2 separate regions of the Macaca mulatta genome follow, and region 2 is linked to region 1. A link is a contact called in public Hi-C data. All regions are on one chromosome and are shown on one strand. Each heading gives the region's core, a stretch centred on a gene start, on an enhancer-like site or on the middle of the called end of the contact. The rest is flanking DNA. Distances are from core to core; before and after follow the strand shown. Region 1 has its middle 220 kb from the start of PTTG2. Region 2 has its middle 330 kb from the start of KLF3.

Evidence for each region. Hi-C and Micro-C count contacts between places; a contact is called where the count stands out from the background.
Region 2: a contact with region 1 is called in a Hi-C map of blood, with 4 times the contacts expected there. The contact joins two enhancer-like sites. A contact is called at or near these places in 6 of 14 Hi-C or Micro-C datasets (CD4 T cells, blood, fetal cortex germinal zone and 3 more).

The regions. Positions count from the first base shown.
Region 1 is chr5:37,401,068-37,405,601 of T2T-MMU8v2.0, reverse strand. No RefSeq gene overlaps it. Among named protein-coding and RNA genes, the nearest start is that of PTTG2, 220 kb to the right of the region's middle. Within about 2 kb of position 1,966, at least 10 of the 40 cell types and tissues checked have an H3K27ac peak or open chromatin away from gene starts, as enhancers often do. A contact at or near this core is called in blood, where this site is marked.
Region 2 is chr5:37,557,799-37,562,332 of T2T-MMU8v2.0, reverse strand. No RefSeq gene overlaps it. Among named protein-coding and RNA genes, the nearest start is that of KLF3, 330 kb to the left of the region's middle. Within about 2 kb of position 2,767, at least 28 of the 40 cell types and tissues checked have an H3K27ac peak or open chromatin away from gene starts, as enhancers often do. A contact at or near this core is called in blood, where this site is marked.

The sequences.
Region 1 (4,534 bases), core at 717-3,216:
TTCTTGGCTCCAAAGAAAGCCCAGGATGGAGATTAGGATAAAGTAAGTGAGGCAGAGTCTTCTAAGTACAGGAGTGCATCCTGTCTTTACTTAAAATTTTAACGTTTTATTTAGTATGGTTTTTTTTTTTTTGCATTTTGATTTTTTAAAAACTGCATTAAAATGTTATTTTTCTTGATTACTGAGTTTCGGGTACCCTCTTGCATTTCATACCCACAACAAATGTCTCACTTGCCTCCCCCTAGGACTAGCCCTGCCAAAGCCTCTGAAAAAGGATTTCGCTTCCTTTCAAAGCTCTGGCGATAAGGAAGTGACCCCTGGCTCCTGTCACATTCCCACACATCTGTCTCCACTCTTCCCCCATCTGAGAATGGTCTTGGTCCACTTCTATCATCACCGCGCCCCCTCCTGCTCTACTTAATACACCAACCCCAGTCGAAAGAAAGTACGCCAACCGGCATATACACTCGAGTCTAACAAGTGAATAAATGGCAAAAAAAAAAAAAAAAGGCCAGTGTGCCAAACAAACCTCACCGCAGGTTACTGCTCCTTTGGCAGGCAACTAACAAGCCAAGCTACAAAGCTGCTTCTGCTTTTCCCAGGTCCAGGACCACCAAGCCACAAGAAGTCAGGGCAAAGGGCACTTGTCAACACTCTGCTCTCACCCAGCCTTGGCCACAGCCCACGAAAGGTCAGCCTAATATTTCTTCCTCAACAGTGTCCAAACTTCATGCCAACATCAGGCCAGGTCGCCATAAAGCTCTATATCTGGGCTGTGTTATTCCAGTCCCCTGGTTCACAGCCTGAGACTGGTGAGAGGTCTTTACCTGCAATGCACGAGTGGGCATGGAGGGTTGCGAGCATGTTTCTGGAAACCTCAGAAATTTTATGCAAATTATGTGCATTTTCCGGGGAGATGGTTTATTGTTTTCCTCCCATTTTCCAAGGAGACTTTGACTCTAAAAGGTAAGAATCACAACAGTGTTAATGAAGTCTTCAGCCTTTATCAAAGGTCTATGTGAGAAATAGCAACAAGAAATACCTTCCTCTGCGTGGCCTGGTAAAAGCAAGCATCAGTGGCCTGCTCTGTGGTATATAAACGGTGTTGGGCCACCCCAATGCAAAGACCCAAGCGTTTCTTAGTGTAAAGACAAAGGGAGACTTTTTCTCTCTTGATAAACTGGAATCTCACCTGAATATAGAACAGGATAATCGATGTTTCCTTCTCTGCCTTTTGCTGCCTCCTTAAACTCTTTTTCTGCCTCACCATGGCTCTCAGACAAAGTTCTTTTCTGCAAGCTCTAGACTTTCCTCTGAAATACGCTTTCACCATTTGGACATCCTTACTCATCCTGCAAGACCTGGCCCTTGTGTCAGTCTTCTCCACACTTCCAGACAGGGCTGAGCACAGTACACACACTTCTGTTACTAAGCAGATCATTTTTCTAGAATGATCTGCATATGTGTCTATCTTCCTCACAAGACTGTGAGCCCAGGAGCGCAGGAAATCCAGTCTTATTGGTGTTGGTACCCTCGGCACCTAGCACAGAGTCAGTGTGTAAAAACAAAGTTTCAGCGAGAGAATAAATCAATCCATGAATGAATGAACAAATACCTACAATATGTGTTTTCTAAAACATTCTTGGACTTTTTCAACAATGTGTGAGCCTCAGTAATAACGATTGACCGGCAGAGCAGACAGACTCCCCCACTGCCCCCAATGCCTTCATTTCCCAGATAAGGAAAGTGAGGTTGCAACAGACACCAGCGGCACCGAGCCCAGCAGCTCCCCCAAGAGCCACACCCAGACCAGCTGCTGGCCACGCCGCAGCTGTGTTCTGAAAGCATGTAGCACCCCCACGTCACTTGGCAGGTACTGCCACAGGCGTGCCCCCTCGCCTTGCTTTTGCCTCTTTTCCCTCCTTTTGCTGCTCCCTGGTTTAGGGTCCCCACCACCTGTGCTCAGAGCACACAGTAGGGACACAACTGATCTGGGGGATTCACAGGAGAGAAAATATGGTGGCTGGCAGATCTCCACTGCATCCCTAACAGGGTCTGGAAACCTCAATCTTCATGATCCTCTGTCGTTAACCACAGTAAGGGTTCCCATTACTATGGGAACTTGGTTAATTCCCATTAACCAAGTAATGGGAAACCTGTTGACTCTTTCAACGTATTTCAACATGAGGATGCAGAGAGCTGAAGTTCATGACCAGAAATGCATCACCCATGAACCTAAACAGCTAGTTTTACTCTGCCTCCTCTCACCGGAATTAGTCTGATAAAAATCTCAGGGCGGCTGCTCCCAGCTCCGCTTGTCCTAAACGCATTTCAGAAACTGGAACGTGAGCTGGGCAGAGGAAAGGACTAACTCACTGCTCTTGTTCCGGCTTTGGAGAAAAGACCTACAAGGAAACCCTTGGCCGAATGCAGCTGTGGTGGTTGCTGAATCGTCAGACTTGCCACAAGCAAGATAAAAACTTTAAACAACAAAGGACTTTTCCGTGCTCTGCTGCACGGGGTTTCTCGTTCTGTTTTGGTTTCTCCTGGTGGTGTGGCCTGGCCTGCAGGGTTTCCTGACACTCCGCCCACCGCAGTCAGGAAGCTGCAGAAGCTACTGAGCCCCTCACACTGCTTCTCAGTGGCTCTCCCCAACAGGCAAAGTAAACATCTTTTTTAACACAGGTAAATCCAGAAAGGACCTAAGGTTTTGATTCATTGGGGTTTGGTTTTGTTTTGTTTTTATTTTTCTTTATTTTAGAGACAGGGTCTTACTCTGTCATCCAGGCTGAAGTGGAGGGACACCATTGTAGCTCACTGTAGCCTCCAACTCCTGGCCTCAAGGGATCCTCCCGCCTCGACCTTCCAAAGAGCTGAGATTACAGGAGCAAGCCACTGCACCCAGCCTGAGTCATTGTTTTGTAAGCAGCAACGTGACCTACTCTTGTCCACTCCTCAGAATTGAGGTCTCTCCTCTGAGGACCACAAAAGTCCACATAGGAAGAGAGAGGAATATTTCAAATTTAGAGCTGGGAAAAGCAAAGTCCCTTTACTCTTCATCCTCAAATGTTCACCCAGTTCATGTGTCTCCCCTCTTCCAGATATCTAGTAGAAATGGGCCACTTGGCCCTGATCACGTGGTTTTCTGTTCTATGTATCTTTTTTCTGTCACCCCGGATTTTAGGTATTTCTGTTGCCTTTTGTACCTATTAAGTACAAAATAGATATTGATTAATTGATAATAGCCACTGAAGTCTAAAGCCAAATTAAAACCATTTGCATTATATAAAAATATAAACCACTTCTAGGCTGAACGTGGTGGCTCACGCCTATAATCCCAGCACTTCAGGAGGCTGAGGTGGATCATTTGAGCCCAGCCTGGGCAACAAGGTGAAACCCTATGTCTACAAAAAAGTATCCAGGCATGATAGTGCGCACTTGTAGTTCCAGCTACCCAGGAGGCTGAGGTGGGAGGATCAGCTGAGCCCAGGAGCTTGAGGCACCAGTGAGCCATGGTTACGCCACTGCACTCTAGCCTGAGCAACAGAATGAGACCCTGTCTCAAAAACAGAAAGAAACTATAAAACATTACTACAAGCCAGGCCCTTTACTTTACATTTAATCCTCACCCCAATCCTATAAGGAAAGTGTTTTATTCTGTTTTACACATGAAAAAACCTGAGGCTTGGAGGGGTGCGTTTTTTTCTGATAGAGCTGCAGATACAGCCCAGGCCAAAGTCTCATTCCTAAAATCTTACCATTGCCTCCTAAACCAGCCCAGCTCTTCTCACTCTTATCTACCTTGGGTGGGCATCAGGTTAAACCTTCCTTCATCTCCTCCATTTAACCATTCCTGGGCAGGGAACTGGCACAGTGCGGTATTTCTGAACATGAGAGTGACTGCTGGCACTCCCTACCATCTTGTCTGTAGCTGAATCCCTGATCAGTTCTACTCCTTGCTGTAAAAAACAAACTAGACCTCAGAATCCTTCTCAACACAGCACCCCAGGCAGCCACTAGCAATCAATCAGCATTGATCTTCGATGACATAGCCAGTGACTAATAGTATTTAATTTCCATTTCTTTCCCGTCCTTCCTGCCTGATTTCCCCAGTTGTTTCTGGGGCGGATGGATGGATGGATGGTTGGAAAGGAAAGGAATGCTCCTCATACAGGAGAACTCTGCTTGGCACCACTCCTAATTATGCTGACTTCAGTCAATGCCAGAGCTTCCTTACAAAACTTGCTCTTCGCATGAGGCATCTGTGGCGTTTGTTACAGGAACTGGTGAGACTCACGGGTCATTCTGAGGCCAAGGAGGACCCTCTGCATCAGCACTTTCCTTCTCCCTCAGTCTCATTTCCTCCCTCCAACATATGCCTGAGCTGAAAAACATCCATTCACCGCGTACTTCCTTCTTCTTTTTAAAGCTCAAGCTGACAAGAGGAATTTCTTTCTCCCACTTACCTTTTTTTTTTTTTTTTTTTCTATAAAGGGCAAAGATTTACAGCTCCGCTGTGGGGTACGCAGGGATG
Region 2 (4,534 bases), core at 1,518-4,017, 160 kb before region 1:
TCTCTCTCTTTCTTTCTTTCTCTGGTTCTGTCACCCAGACTGGAGTGCAGTGGCATGATCTCAGCTCACTGCCACCTCCACCTGATGAGTTCAACCAATTCTCGTGCCTCAGCCTCTGGAGTAACTGAGATTACAAGTGTGCACCACCATACCCGGCTAGTTTTTGTATTTTTGTAGAGACAGGGTTTCAGCTTATTGGCCAGGCTGGCCTCAAACTCTTGATCTCAAGTGACGCTCCCCTACCCACCCGCCACGGCCTCCCAAAGTGCTGGGATTACAGACCTGAGGCACGGTGCCCAGCCTCAAGGGCAGATCTTAATCTTTGTTTCCTATGCCTAGCACCGAGAGGGTACTAAATCAATGTTAATTGTTAGTTACTTGAGCTAGAGTGTTTGCAAATAAAAGGTAAATTTTCTGATGGGTTCTTGGGCCATGAGAGGTGAGAACTGTACCAGAGGATTGTAAGTTCCTTATACAAGTATCACGTTATATTGCGGATACATAGGTATCTCTATGATAATACCTACCAACGACACACAGGTTTCATCTTATATTAGGGGAAATCCCGTGAGGGGTGGAGATCCAAAGATCATTGCCGTCTACTCTTAGTGGGTCCACATCTTGTCCATTTCTATCTCGGCTACTCTAAATACTTCTTTAACTTATTCAGAGTGAAGGGAGTTTTTACCCCAGAGCAGAATGAAAGCAGAGATACCTAAATGGTAGTTTTACAGGAAACTTTGGTTAACATCTTTTCTACTGGTCTAGAAAAATACCCTAGGAAGTCACCATTTTAAACAAACAAAAAAAAACAAAAAAAAAAAAAAAAAAACACAGGAACAGGTGCATTAGAATACAAATCTCATGTGTATTTGGAACCAAGACCAACGTTTTCTGTAAATAACTACCATCAAAAAAAGAGTATCAGTTGTCTCCTACATCCAAATCCAAAGTGCAGGCAAACATCAAATTTTGGTTCTTCTCTCTTTTCCTGGGAATGAAACTGTTGCCAGCCAGCCCTCGGGGTTCTCCATTGCTGCAGTTTTGAAACTTTTCTTTCCCAGGTTAAGAAACTAAAGTTGTAATGGTGAAAGGAGAAATGGGAGAAAGCTACATCCCGGAGTAGAGGTGACCTGCCAGCACTCAAAGTTATCCCAGACCTAGTATGAGCTCAAGCTTAGGACGTTCGTTTCTTTTCCACCTGACTTCAAGGCGCTTGTCAAAGCGCAGCCTAAGTTAACAGGCTCTGTCAATGTGAGTACCAGAAGCCAGGCCAGCCACCTGCACTGCTGCAGAAGCCAGGGATACAATGAAAAAACACAAACGTTTCTCCCCATTTGCCGTGTACATTCTCATTCTTTCGCTAGGGACTGTACAAGAAATCCTGTCTTCTCTGGCAGGTTTCGGGTGGAGGCCCTGGGATGCGTGGACCCAGGACGGCCCATAATGCGGGCCTCTGCGTCCTCTCCCCCTCACATAGGGGCGGGAAGGCCAGGAGGCCTGGATCCTTCCCCAGAAGCCGTGTGGAGGTTTTCACTTCCTCTGATCCAGTGGACACATGTAATCTTTTTCTACAGCTCCCTGAGGCTGTTTTTTCCCACCCTACAAATCAGTAAGCATAAATTTTTGCAGAGAAGCTTGGAGCCATGGGTTCTAAGTATTCAGGCAGCAAAAAAAATTAAATTTTCAACCGGAGCCGGGCAAGGACACACGGTCTCAGACGTTTCCTGCCCGAGTTGGAGCCGCTTTCCTCCTCTTGCACACATGCTCCCCCTACTGCCTGACGCTGGAAGTGCAGCCCTGGCTCCGGGGCAACAATGAACGCCCCAGCTTGGCCCTGGGATAGCGGGTGAAAGATGGCAGAGCAGAGAGGTTGCAAAAAAAAAAAAGCAATAGTACATCCTTCATAATTCTCCCACTGCTCTGGGGAAGGCACTAAGCTAAGTCTTTTCGTTACATTTGAAGAATAAACTCTATAATAAAGACCGAATAAAAGTCCCCCCTGAAGAAAGCTTTGCCAAATAAGTTAAAGTTAGGTCTCCCTTAAGGGTTCAATAAATGAAAAACAACTTCAGTTTTAGATTCAGACCCCGTGAAATCCCCAAACCCCTTTGGATTTCAGACCCTTGGAACGCAGATCCAGGTTTTGCGCCTTTATGTGATGAGTGAACTTGGACATCTTATTTAATCTTTTTGAGCCTCAGTTTCTTTCTCTGTAATTTGGGCATATAAGACACTGTTGGTCTCATAGTGTTGCTATAGAACGTAAATGAAAGAACGTGAATGCATGAGAAAAGCGTTTTACAACATAAAAATAAATGTGAGCTGTTTCCCTTCCAATCCAACGCACACACACCCCTTTTCCATCCAAGTGGAAATGGCCGTCGAGGCAACCTAAACCCCTAAAAAAGGAAGTAGGGCAAGGAAAGCCCGGTCACAAACAGGAAGTAACAGAAATGCCACTGAGAAACATTCTTTCAGAGAGAAGAAAGAAAAACAGTCCTGGGCTGTGTTTTTGAAGATCAAGTTAGATTTAGTTAATGATCTGGGGTGTTGCCAGCCCGACTTGACCCCCTAAATAGGGGGTTTTCAGAGATGGTTAGGAAATTCTTGACCTCGATTTGACCTCACAAATGGGAATTCTCACTCTGCAGTTCAGGAGCTCCGCAGCTGGTAGCTTCCTGCCTTTTTAAATGTAGGTCTCTCCTCCTTTTCCCCTGCGGCCATAGGAGGGGCCGAGCGCTCAGCCGGCTGGGAGGAGCTGGGGCTCCGCCTGCCCTCCCTCGCCCTGGGGAGCCGCCCTGCAGCGCCTCTCGGGTTACTGCCTCCCTTCCTGGCTTCACAAACTCGCCACATGGTAGGTTGGCTACTTAAGGGAATGTAAGAAAAAGCACTAAAGTGACGGCATACAAAGAAGTTTTACAGCTCTGGAGATTATGTCAAATTTTCCTTCCAAATTTTTCCTTAGAGGAGACAAGATCCTAGATTTTTTTTTTTTTGAAGGAAAGGGAAAAAAATGCAAAACGAAAGGGAAACATAACGTATCAGGACACATTGTGCTGTTTATTCTCTTGTTTTTCTTTTCTCATTTTTGAAAGCTCTTTCAAGAATCTTACTGCCTTTCTTGTCTTTTCCTTAATCTTGTGTGTTTTTAAGGTAGGGAAGGGAGAGGATTAGAAGCCTGTGAATTTTGTCAGGACAAGACTTTCCTAAGCTTTTCATTTGTTTGTAGAACCAGAGTTCCTTCTCTGGTCCAGACTAAGAGGCTGGTTCCTGTCTCCTTCGCCTGTACCTCTTATTAAAGGACCCCTCCCACCCTTGTCAAAATGCTTGGTAAGAGTTGGAAAGTCAAGAGATCCATCCTTTGAGCGACCCTAGTCTGCAGACAGTGTCAGAGAGACAAATACAAATATTCTTAAGATGGTATCATGCCCCATCTTAGACTTGGTTGTTTTTCAATGACCTCAAACTGTACACTTGTTACAGGAAAGGGGTCCCCATCTAGACCCCATCTAGATCTCGCACAAGAAAGAATGCAGGGTGAGACCGTAGCCTAAAATGAAAGCAAGTTTATTAACAAAGTAAAGGAATATGCTTTGGGAGGCTGAGGCGGGCAGATCACCTGAGGTCAGGAGTTCGAGACCAGTCTGGCCAACATGGTGAAACCCAAATCTACTAAAAAAAAAATACAAAATAGTCAGGCATGGTGGTACATGCCTGTAATCCCAGCTACTCGGTGGCTGAGGCAGGAGAATCGCTTGAACCCAGGAAGTGGAGGTTGCAGTGAGCTGAGATCGTGCCACTGCACTTCAGCCTGGGCGACAGAGCCAGACTCTGTCTCAAAAAGAAAAGAAAAGAAAAGAAAAGAAAAGAAAAGAAAAGAATAAAAGAATGGCTACTCCACAGACAGAGCAGCCCTAAGGGCTGCTGGTTGCCCATTTTTATGGTTATTTCTTGATGATATGCTAAACAAGGGGTGGATTATTCATGCCTCCCCTTTCTAGACCATATAGGGTAACTTCCTGATGTTGCCATGGCATTTGTAAACTGTCATGGCGCTGGTGGGAGTGTAGCAGTGAGGATCCTACACTCTTATTGCCATCTTGGTTTTGGTGGGCTTTAACTGGCTTCTTTATTTACTGCAACCTGTTTTACCACCAAGGTCTTTATGACCTGTGTCTTGTGCTGACATCGTATCATATCCTTTGACTTAGAATGTCTTATCTACCTGGGAACTCAGCCCCGTAGGTATCAGCCTCATTTTACCCAGTCCCTATTCAAGATGGAGTTACTCTGGTTCAAACGCTTCTGACACAGTGGCTTCCAGTTGTACCTGCACAACTGAAAACTCCACCATGAGGATGATGATAATGGTGATTTCAAAGCGTTTTCACAGTTGAGCCAGATGACAGCCTATGGGCACACAGAACAGGTGAATTAAGCTGGTGTCACAGATGAGGAATTGAGGAGCAGAAAGGTACAGGGTTGAGTCCAAGGCCACTCAGCTGGTTCCCTAGGAAGACCAGACTAAGAG